2 separate regions of the Mus musculus genome follow, and region 1 is linked to region 2. A link is a contact called in public HiChIP or PLAC-seq data. All regions are on one chromosome and are shown on one strand. The core of a region is the stretch at or near the end of the contact, and the rest is flanking DNA. Distances in the headings are between cores, read along the strand shown. Region 1 overlaps Nipa1 (non imprinted in Prader-Willi/Angelman syndrome 1 homolog (human)). Region 2 holds the start of Nipa2 (non imprinted in Prader-Willi/Angelman syndrome 2 homolog (human)).

Region 1 (5,090 bases), core at 705-3,204, 37 kb before region 2:
GCCTTTGATCAGGCATTCCATGGGAACTTCCCATCGTTTCCTTGTGTTTGAGGAAGGAGAGAATTATGCTGTGGTAGGTAATCTTGTTAAGGATGAGAACATTTGAAAGCCTTTCCTGCTTCCCTCCTAGCTGCCTGATATGACAGTGGTTATAGGTGCACATGTGACTTCAGAGCACAGCTGCTAAAATTGTCAGGTTCTTGTGTCTGCAAACAGTGATTTGGACAAAGACACATAGAATGGGAAAAGATAGTTTATTAGATGAAAGAAATAAGCAAACTTGGAAATACAGCAGAGCTAGGTGAGGTCTAGGTCCCAGAAGAGATCAAGGTTGCAGCTGGGCAGTGGTGGTGCATGCCTTTGATCTCAGCACTTGGGAGGCAGAGGCAGGCGGGTTTCTGAGTTCGAGGCCAGCCTGGTCTACAGAGTGAGTTCCAGGTCAGCCAGGGCTACACAGAGAAACCCTCTCTCGAAAAACCAAAAAACAAAACAAAAGAGAGAAAGAGACAGACCAAGGTTGGGCATCTGTCACCATTAATGGGTCACTTACATATTGTGCACCTTTTCTGACATTATGGTTTTTATTTCATATACCCAGTGTTCAGGAACGTTTCCACTTTTCCCGTAATATTGGCTGCTTTTATGTGTTTATCCTGGCGCCTTTAGGATCTGATCCTCTCCTTGGTCATGCATCTTGTTAATTCACAGGATTCCTGCTGTTGGGCAACAGTTGCGCTGTGGGTGATCGTTGCTATCAGCTCCTTTGCTACTTGATGTCACCAAATTCCTTTCAGGGAACAACTTAATGGAGAGTTTATTCCATAAGCCTTACAGATTAAGAAGGAATCCAGTCCGTTATGTTACAAAAGACAAGGCTGCGGGTGCGTGAGGCAGCTGGTCACAGTCTGCAGTCAGGAGGCAGAGAGGGCTCTACTTTCTAAAGTTCTCCAACCTTTCAACAGCACAAGAAGTTGGGGACTAGGTTTCCAAACACATGATCTTCTGGGGCACATTTCATATTCAAAGCACAGCATTCCATTCCCGGCCATTTTATAGTGCAAGACGGATTTGCTCCAACGTCAGAAGTCCTCATGAGTGCTCAGATGACTCATTGGCTGAAAGTGTATTCAGTGCAAGCCTAGGACCTGAGTGAGGTTAATCTGTGGGACTTACGGTGAGAGAAGATACCTGACTTCTGGAAGTTGTCTGTTGACCTTTACAGACATACATGCATATGCGTGCACACACACACACACACACACACACACACAAGCATATATTTTCTTCTTGCTCAGGGATCTGCAGTTTCCCAGCACCTGCCGACTGACACAGCCTGGTGACTCCTAACTAAACTGACTCCCCACTTTCCAGCCATTAGACTTTATATACCTTCGTTGTGTTGTCGATTACCTTTCTCAAATTCCCCTGACCATTTTACTGTAGACAGCACACTAACCTAAGGATATGGAGATAATTTCCCAGGTAACAGGATGTCACTGCATAAACTGGCAACACGACCACTCAATGATATGGGTAAAGGCAAAGTTTTTAGTGTAGCTATGAGGGAGAGAACAGCCAGAGGCATCAGGAAGAGTCCAGAGCAGAGAGAGAAAGTAGCAGGCTGACCATGGCCAGCAGGCTGGACCTGGTCAGGAGACAAGCAAAGGCAGAGAGCAGAGAGAGAGGCAGAGTAGGAGTGGGGGAGACAGAGAGGAGGGCCGAGGACAGGCAGAAGAGGGAGCACAGCCCAAAGAGCAGGTTATATGGAGAATGAATGGCTGGGGGGGGGGGGGGCGAGGGGACGCTCCTGAATGGTGCAAGTTTAGGATGGGGATGGAGAAGAGTAGATGGACTCTGAAATGTGTAATAAGCACGCAGATACTGAGGGAGCCTGGAGGCTAGCCTGCATTTTGTTATGCTGATAAACACCACCCACAGAGAGCCCTTTGTCCTTCTGCCAGGGATAAGGGAAATGACTAGTTTTGGTAGAGGGGAACTGGCTTCACAGTTCCTGAGGAATGCTGCTGGCTTTTGTCTAACCACTAGAATGTGAGGAAATAGAGTTCCCTCTGGACTTGATAATCACCTTAAAGTCGGGGTATATGGAAAATAAATAGCCCTGCATTCACACAGCAATGATAAATAGAATTTATTTCCCAGTGAGGCAGGAAAATAGGATGGAGAGTCCCAAGAATATTTTTTAGGTTGTGACTTATTTAGCCAAGGAACACCAACCTATGAGCAAGTTGTTTGTCAGCCTGGGTTGGTTGAGAAAAAACAAAACAACCCATCCAAACCCCACTTTACTACTTTCAGTGGCTTCTCGCCCATTGATAGACTAAAGATTACTAATGAGCTGAGTAAGCAAGTTAACACTCACTCCTTTTTGCTTAGTTTTCATGTGAGGAGTTCTCTAAGTGTCATTGTGAATCTCTTACTTGGTAATGTATATAATAACTTTTTTTAAAGGTTGAAAAATTTTAATTACACACTGTAAGAGTCTATAATTCACCAAAGAATGATACCCAGGACTCAAATAGTATGTAAACGCAGACTGTTTTATTCTGCACAAGTCCAGCATGCTGGGGTCTCCCATTACCAAGATAGAGAGACAACCAAGTGTGTTCACAGGCTACCAAGTGTGCTCAAAGGCCTGATTTAAAACATAGTAGGACATTCTAGGGTAGTTGACCCTTATCTTCCATTACTGGGACATGGGGGCTGGAAACCATTGCTGACAAAGTAACTGAGGAAGTCTGGAAACTGCTGCTGACCCATTGTCCTTGCCTCATTAGGCCAGGTGATGGGGCAGCTTCTGAGGCCTAGACTTGCCTGGAATTGCCCAGTTCTTAGAAACAAAGATTTAGGCTTAGTCTTCCTAACTGACAATTTGAAGCCTGTTATGGAATCAGCCTGGCCTTCTCAGCATGTGGGTGGTGGTGGTGGTGGTGGTGGTGGTGGTGGTGGTGGTGGTGGTAGTGGTGGTGGTGATTGTGGTGGTAGGTGGTGTACATGTGTCTTCAGAGGCTGGACTGAAGTTATAGACAGTTGTGAGCTGCCTGGTGTGGATGCCAGGGATTGAACTTGGGTCTTCTGCGAGGGTAGTAAGTGCTCTTAATTTCTGGGCCATCTCTCCAGTACTTACATACGGTTTATAAACCTTCTTCCCAAGGCTGGGGAGATGCCTCAGTTAGTAAGAATGCTTGCTGTGCAATTGCGGAGGCTCTGAAATCATATCCTAGTGCCCATGTAGGAAATGATAGGAATTTGTCATAAATATCTGTAACTTCATAGCACAAACAGGTAATTTGCTAGGGCTTGCTGTGCAATTGCTGAGGCTCTGAGTTCATATCCTAGCATCCATGTAGAAATCTTGGAATGCGTCATGAGTATCTGTAACTCCAGAGCACCAACAGATGAAATGCTAGGGCGTGATGGCCCCCAGTCTAATAAATCCCATCAGCCTATAGACATGTGTATATACATCATAAACACACACACACACACACACACACACACAGCACTAAATGAGCTTGCTTTCCTGATATTCTCACCTTTTTTTATAGGTACTTCCTACCTAACAGACATTGTGTGGTGGGCTGGCACAATTGCAAGTAAGTGGTTTATATAGTAGCTTACAGTCTTCTTATATTTTTTTCTAAAGTTATCACATGGGTGGGGATGGAGAGGGCAAGATGAGTGTGGCTTTGAAAGTCCTCCCATGCTTCTACTCTCTGCACTTCAGATTCACTCTCTTTTCCTGTTGTCCTTCTCTTTGCTGAAAGAGAATAGATGGGAAAGTGTGGAATGGCTGACCTGGGAGAAGGTGGCAGGGGCTCCAGCGGCAGACCAAAGATCATGTTCTATAACTTAAATAATAAACTGTGATTTTTTTAAAATAATCAGGTGGTTTGTCACATATGGCCCTTTAAGCAAAGTGCTACCTCAGTGAGGCTGATTGTGCTCATTGGGGAGGCCCCTTTTAAGCTCTGATGGAGTAGCACACCTCGGGGTCCTACAGCCCAGCTCTGGACAGCATTTCAGGCTGGAGCAGGTCCAAGGTCACTTGAAGGCTGTTAGCCCCACTTGTCTAGGAAAGATTGGTCATTGGGTATAAAGTGGCAGTCAGAAACAGTATGGTACCTTGGTGTACTTCTATAGTGTACACAGAAACTACTGTGTGTATCACAAAAATAGGTTAAAGGTTTTTGACTGTTGGCACCATAAATGAAAAATGTTTGCGCACATGCATGTGCCCAAGTACTACATGGTGCCAGTGTTCTGCTTTTATGGTACATGTCTGCCATAAATAAATAAATAAGTTTAAAATGTAAAAGTTGAAATGTTTTAAGATAGCGTGTAGAGAGCGTGAATGTATTCAGTGCTGTACCGGCCACTGTGATAGCGCTGGCCGTTTCCAGAGAGTGGAGACTACTTCTTAGACCAGTGAAGTTCTGTCATTGGGATCTGCGAGCATGTACATTTGCTTCCTCAGAAGTGGGGCAGAAGAAGCCCTTTCAGGACAGAATCTTGCAAAATCTTGATTGGTGATAAAAAAAAAGGGGGGGGGGACTTTGTAATGTAACCTTGTGATTCTCTTGACAGTGGCTGTCGGCCAGATTGGAAACTTTCTAGCTTACACTGCGGTCCCTACAGTCCTGGTGACTCCCTTAGGTGCCCTTGGAGTACCGTTTGGGTGAGAACTGACATTCTGTTTTAATATTTAATATTTAGTTTACATAGGAAAAAAACCTTTCATTGTAAATGTTTCTGTTTAAAAAAATAAAGTAGTTGATGACGATAGATCTTTTGTACTTAGAATTCATATTTTCATTGTAACCCTAGCAATGTATTTCTCTCTCTTACTGATGCTTCTCTGAGAACTCACCGTATAGCATGTCAAATTCTAGTTTATTCATAGCTATCACTGAATCTGCTGCCTTTACCCTCCTGGGCTTTGCTCTGAAAAAACTTCATAGAACCTAGAGTCTTCCTCATACCACAGTGTGTTATTGTCAGAAATCTTTCTGTAAAATGTCAGCTCGTGTTTTATGAGGATGGTTAGCATCCTCTGCTAGACCAGCGTTCTC
Region 2 (5,220 bases), core at 1,378-3,877:
ACCACCACCACAGTGACACCTACTCCAACAAGGCCACACCTCCTAATAATAGGCCAAGCATATTCAAACCACCACAAGCATATCATGCAGTGTATGTGATGAAAGTCACATCAGGAACAAAACTGAAAACAGTCGTTATGCCAGTTTCCTTTGGGTCCTTGAAACCTGCTTTTCTTGCCCCTCCGTGCCCACACCATCACTTTTTGTCACTATGTGCTACTTCCTAGTCCCTAGATTTTCTTTTCCAAGATTTATTATTATTTATGTGCATTGATGTGTTTGCCTGCATGTTTGTCTGTGCAAGGGTGCCAGATCCTCTGGAACTAGAGTTACACTGGTGAGCTGCCATGTGGGTGCTGGGAATCGAACCCTGGTCTTATGGAAGAGCAGCCAGTGTTCTTACCAGCTGAGCCCTCTCTCCAGCTCCCATTTCCTTTTAATTCTCTTAGCCAGATATTTTATGTACAAGGAGAGGCTGGCTTTCACTTCTCAGAGACTCAGTCATTTTATAGCATCTATCAGTAGTTCACTTCGTTTTATTACTGGCTAGTTTCCCACTCACATTAGGCTATTTGCGATGTGTACAGGTGTGCTTGTTGTCATTGCAAATATAACCGCTGTAGCTATAGAATATTTATTTACAATTTCTCTCATGCTTATATGAATGTTTTCATTTCTTTTTGATAGATAACTTAAACAGTTGGGTCATATGGTTGTAGTATGTTTAGCTTTTTTTTTTTTTTTGAGACACCATCTGTCTATATAGCCCTATCTGTCCTGGAACTTCCTGTGTAGACCAGACTGGGTTGAACTCTGCCTTCTAAGTGCTGGAATTAAAGGTATCTGCTACCATGTTTAACTATATTCAACTTTTGTAGAAGCTGTCAGTCCATTTCCCAAGGTTGTGCTAGTTTAAATTCCATCAGGAACATATGAGAATTACAATATTATTTAACTTTTCTTTTGTTTTGTTTTCCTTTGGAAACAATGTCTCACGCTGTAACCAAGCTTCCCTGAAAATGTGTATGTAGCTCAGGCTAGTCTTCAATTTGTGGCAATCCTGCTGTTTCTGTCTCCTAAGGGCCTACAAAAATTAGATTTTAAAACTTTAAAGGTACCCATGATCACTGCTTGAACAGTCACACAATATTAGATATGGAACATTATGACTTAGAAAAATGATTTGCGCATTTAAGGAGCCCGCAGCATACTAAATAGGCACTCACACACACACACACACATACACACACACACACACCACACTCACTCCACTGTGTGATGTGAGTACTGGCTTGGAGGACCAGATAATGAGTGTGACAGTAGCTAAAGGATTGTAATGATGAAAGCAGATGGATGAGAAGGATCTGTACCTTGGATGTTTAGGACAATGGGGAGGAGGGAGTGAGAAGGAGGAAGGGAAGGGAGAGGGAGGTGCCACAAGATAATTCTCTACCACGGTTAAATTACAATGCTGATCCCACATACGGCACACACCTGTTCAAATGAACCAACCAGTGCCTTTATGATAATCAACAGGTCTTTGGAGATGTCTGTTGCCATCTTTATCAGTTAAGTTATTGCTGCCTATCAATTTAAACCAAAATGAGGTGGCAATCACTTATTCTTTCTTTTAGGCCGATGGGTCAGTGGGGCAGTTTTGCTGATGTGAACCAACCTGACCCTTGCCAGCAATTCTGAGTTAGCCAGGAAGGAAGTCAGTATGGTGGCTTTGTTCCTGGTCTACATTGTACTACATTTGTTCTCCATTATTCCCTCCTGCCCACCAGTCCGGGCTTCTTATCAAGTTTCATTGCATTTTTCTTTGCTCAATACCATTCCCCCAGCCAATGCAGATTCAGGGAGAGTGGAGATGCAGGTACTGTAAAATTTGTGGACACATGGAAAGGTGGAAAAATTGGAGTCATTCTGTATTTACCTGATCATCAAAGTCCCACTTGCATGTCATCTAGAAATTAGCCTACCCTAAAAATTGAGCAAAATAAGTCCTCAAGAGCCAGTTCTAAGACACTTGGGTATCTGGTTGTCAAGTTCACAGCAGAGTAGCTTTTAAATTAGCTACTTAGCCACTCCCTCAATGTTTTAGACCATCACGTCCAAAGCATTAGCATAGGAGATAGGAAAACTACAGTGCTGTTTTTAATGTTTCAATAAATGTATAATTCATTTTACAAGGATCTCCCTCCCAAACACACCCAAACAAATGTTCTTGGAGTAACATATCCTGTAAACAAGGATTTTCAGCAGCCTTCAATGGTCTTTTCAAAGCAAAAGCAGCCGAGAAAAAGCTATTACTTTGTTTCCTGTGCATCTCGTGGAAAAGATCTCTTGTCCAAATCACAAGGTCCTCCTCCACAAGCTTTACTGTCTCTTCCCTGGAAACCTGCCTCCTTGTCCCGCCCACTTCCGCCCTTTGCGGTCAAACCCACCTCCTCCATCCCAAAGGTCCCACGTGAAGACTCCCAGGAAATCGGATTTTAAATAACAGGGCTGGATTTTTGATGAGTAGGTGAGCAAAGATGACCTTAGAAGGTACGGCTCCTCCGGCTCGCTGTCAGGGCGGGGCGAAGAGCCTTGCGGAGGCGGGGCCTGAGCTGTGCCTGCCCAGCGCGCGCGGTTTACGTCACTAGTCTGCGCCCAGGTTTCCCGGCAGGTTCTCGGCGGCTCTTCTGGTGCTGGCCGCGGTGCGGCCGAAGGCTGTCCGAGGTAGGCTCCTCTCGGCTCTCCCATGGAGGAGGCGGCGCTCACTGCAGTCTCGGATGCACGAACTTCCCGCGGGACGTCGCCGGAGACGGTGGCTGTGTGCGCGCAGGAGCGAGCTGCCTGCGTGGGGGTCTGAGCGGGCACCGGGGTCGCGTCCCGGAGGGAGCCGAGTCGCCCGCCGGCCTGCGACGGCCCTAAGGTAGCTACTTCCTGTAAGCGAGCTCCAGGGCGGAGCTGCGGGCTGTGTCGGCCGCCTGAGGTCGGAGAAGGGCCCCGGGGCGACTTGCTTTTTCGCGTGTTCTGGGGTGGACGCAGCTTCCCTGGTGATCCGCAGTGAGTCGGATTGATTGCCATTCAATCCGGCAGAAGTCTGGCTGGTTGGCCCTGTCCGGTCGCGTACTCGTTAAGTTCTGCATATCAGTTTTATTTGCCTTCGTGAGTTTTCAGAAGATGGTTTCGGCTTGCTGTAACGTTTTGAGCTTGCTTGACTCAGTTCCCTGGCACTTAATAGGGTTTACACAAAATGCAGGGTTTGGGGTTCCTGCTTCTTTGATTTCTCTACGATAATGGCAAGGCATTTAGTTTAGGAGTGGTCTTGAGTGCAGTTTCTTTAGATTCTATATCATGTGCCCGTTTGATACCATATTAATTATTTTTAAAGTTAAAAGAGGAAGTCTGAGATTTGACGTTTTTCATTCCAGTAAGCTGTATGTAGAAGCTCTTACAGTACTTACTAAGTGAAAGAACAGGAAGGCCAGTAACTATATATCTAAGTATTTAGTAATTTTCTGTCCTTTCACCTACTTCCATATTTTCTTCTTTCCAGGGTGGAACTACTCTGCCGTGGTTAAATACTTTAAATGGGAATAAAGGATAGCGTTTCCAAGAAAATGAGAATGAATAAATCATCTCTGTTTTTTAAAAGAAAGACCATATTAAACTTACATGTAAGTTAAAATTTTAATTTCTAACAGTATTGCTAAGTTAGATCGGAGATTAGGTTCTGTAGTATTTTTTTGTTTGGTTGTTTGGTTGTTTTTTGTTTTGATTTTTATAGAGACAGGGTTTCTCTGTGTAGTCCTGGCTGTCCTGGAACTCACTCTGTAGACCAGGCTGGCCTCCTCTGCCTCCCTAGTGCTGGGATTAATGGCATGCGCCACCACTGCCCGGAGGTTCCTGCCCACCTCTTGTCTAGCTTGTCTTGTTGAGTCAGTAAACTTTAGGTTGATTGAGAGGCCCCATCAGGAAAAATAAGGTGGAGAATGACTGATAATGTTGTTTTCTTTAGTTTTTCACAGATACGGGAAATACCACTACTAGGTGTGCACACACAAGAAAAATGAGCTAAACCTGAAGCTGAGACTGCTATAAGCTTTAGATAGTAGTAAACATTATGTAGAAGTAGACTTAAGAGCTGAACTTTTACAGCCAGGTATGGTGATACAAGCTTGTAATTCCAGCACTCCGGAGGCTGGGACAGGATGATTTCAAGATCAAGGCCAGCCTGGACTCCATAAGGAGACCCTTCAGTTCTAACATTTTAAGATGATATGGCAGTCAGGATTAGTAGAGCCAATCTCTTTTCTGAGTGATCCTCTCATGAGTGCCTAACATTCTGAGATGTGTTTTCTGTGGCTGTCAAGGAGAAATAACACTATCCTCTGATATTGTTTGAAGTGGTAGCCCTTTGATGTAAGGAAAGCAGTTCTACTGACTTTGAAGCTCTGTGAAGATATAAAATGAGTCACATATGATTAAATAGTACCCAATTTTTTTCTATAGAAAATATAAAAAGCTTTACCTAAATCTGACTTATTTGAGGGCATTTGTTGTGGTAGACACAAGAACTCTGTAGAGCGACATGACATGTGATGGTGGGTTGAAGAGAGACTTGCATCAAAGGATGCAAAGTAACAGGTATATAGAGTAAGTTGTGAGATTTAATGTATAACATGAAGGTTATAGTTAGTAAAAATTGTATTAGAGACTTTAAAACTCCCTACTTGACAAACTAAAGTTCTACATACTTCTTTATTGTAGAACTAAGCACATATCTCAGATTAAAACATTCCCAGCTATAACATTTTGTATATAGCTAGTTGTATTGATTTTGTATAGATAAATTTGAAATTAACACTTGTATAAAGTTCTGTGAGGACTTTAAGTAAGAATAAATGGATTGCAGGTGTGTTCATATTTTTTGGCTTTGTGTCTTGCTTATAGGGCTCCTGTGTGGTCTAACATGTAATGTTGGAATGTTACTCTACTGTGGTATCTCACATAACTTTGCTCACTTAGACTCAACCATAGTAATCTTTCCTTTCCCAGAAAACAGCATACCTGCTCTTAAGTAGAGCCTGCGTTTATAGTGCCACTTTGTTCTTTTTCCATCCCTTTCAAGTCTGCGCAGTGTTACCTCATCAAGGCCTCCTCCCTTAGCGCCTTAGTGTGCATTATTTTTCACCATGGCATTTACCACATTGCAGTGCCCTTTTATTT

Evidence for each region. HiChIP or PLAC-seq counts read pairs in DNA pulled down with a chosen protein or histone mark.
Region 1: an H3K27ac HiChIP or PLAC-seq map of epiblast stem cells shows a contact between it and region 2. The contact joins the enhancer-like site here to the promoter of Nipa2 in region 2. A contact is called at or near these places in 2 of 39 promoter capture datasets (embryonic stem cells and liver), 2 of 484 Hi-C or Micro-C datasets (embryonic fibroblasts and reprogramming fibroblasts), 3 of 115 datasets of contacts at active chromatin or transcription factors (embryonic stem cells and epiblast stem cells) and 2 of 9 other capture datasets (adipose tissue and pancreatic islet).

What each region holds. Positions count from the first base shown.
Region 1 is chr7:55,996,040-56,001,129 of GRCm38.p6, reverse strand. It overlaps Nipa1 (non imprinted in Prader-Willi/Angelman syndrome 1 homolog (human)), which reads left to right. Exons shown (of 5, transcript NM_153578.3): 2 at 3,567-3,614; 3 at 4,606-4,696. Among named protein-coding and RNA genes, the nearest start is that of Nipa1, 21 kb to the left of the region's middle. Within about 2 kb of position 1,954, at least 39 of the 459 cell types and tissues checked have an H3K27ac peak or open chromatin away from gene starts, as enhancers often do. A contact at or near this core is called in epiblast stem cells, where this site is marked.
Region 2 is chr7:55,959,900-55,965,119 of GRCm38.p6, reverse strand. It overlaps Nipa2 (non imprinted in Prader-Willi/Angelman syndrome 2 homolog (human)), which reads left to right and starts at 2,627. Exons shown (of 7, transcript NM_001256130.1): 1 at 2,627-2,920; 2 at 3,548-3,668. It overlaps A230056P14Rik (RIKEN cDNA A230056P14 gene), which reads right to left and starts at 2,589. Exons shown (of 6, transcript NR_015495.2): 1 at 2,448-2,589.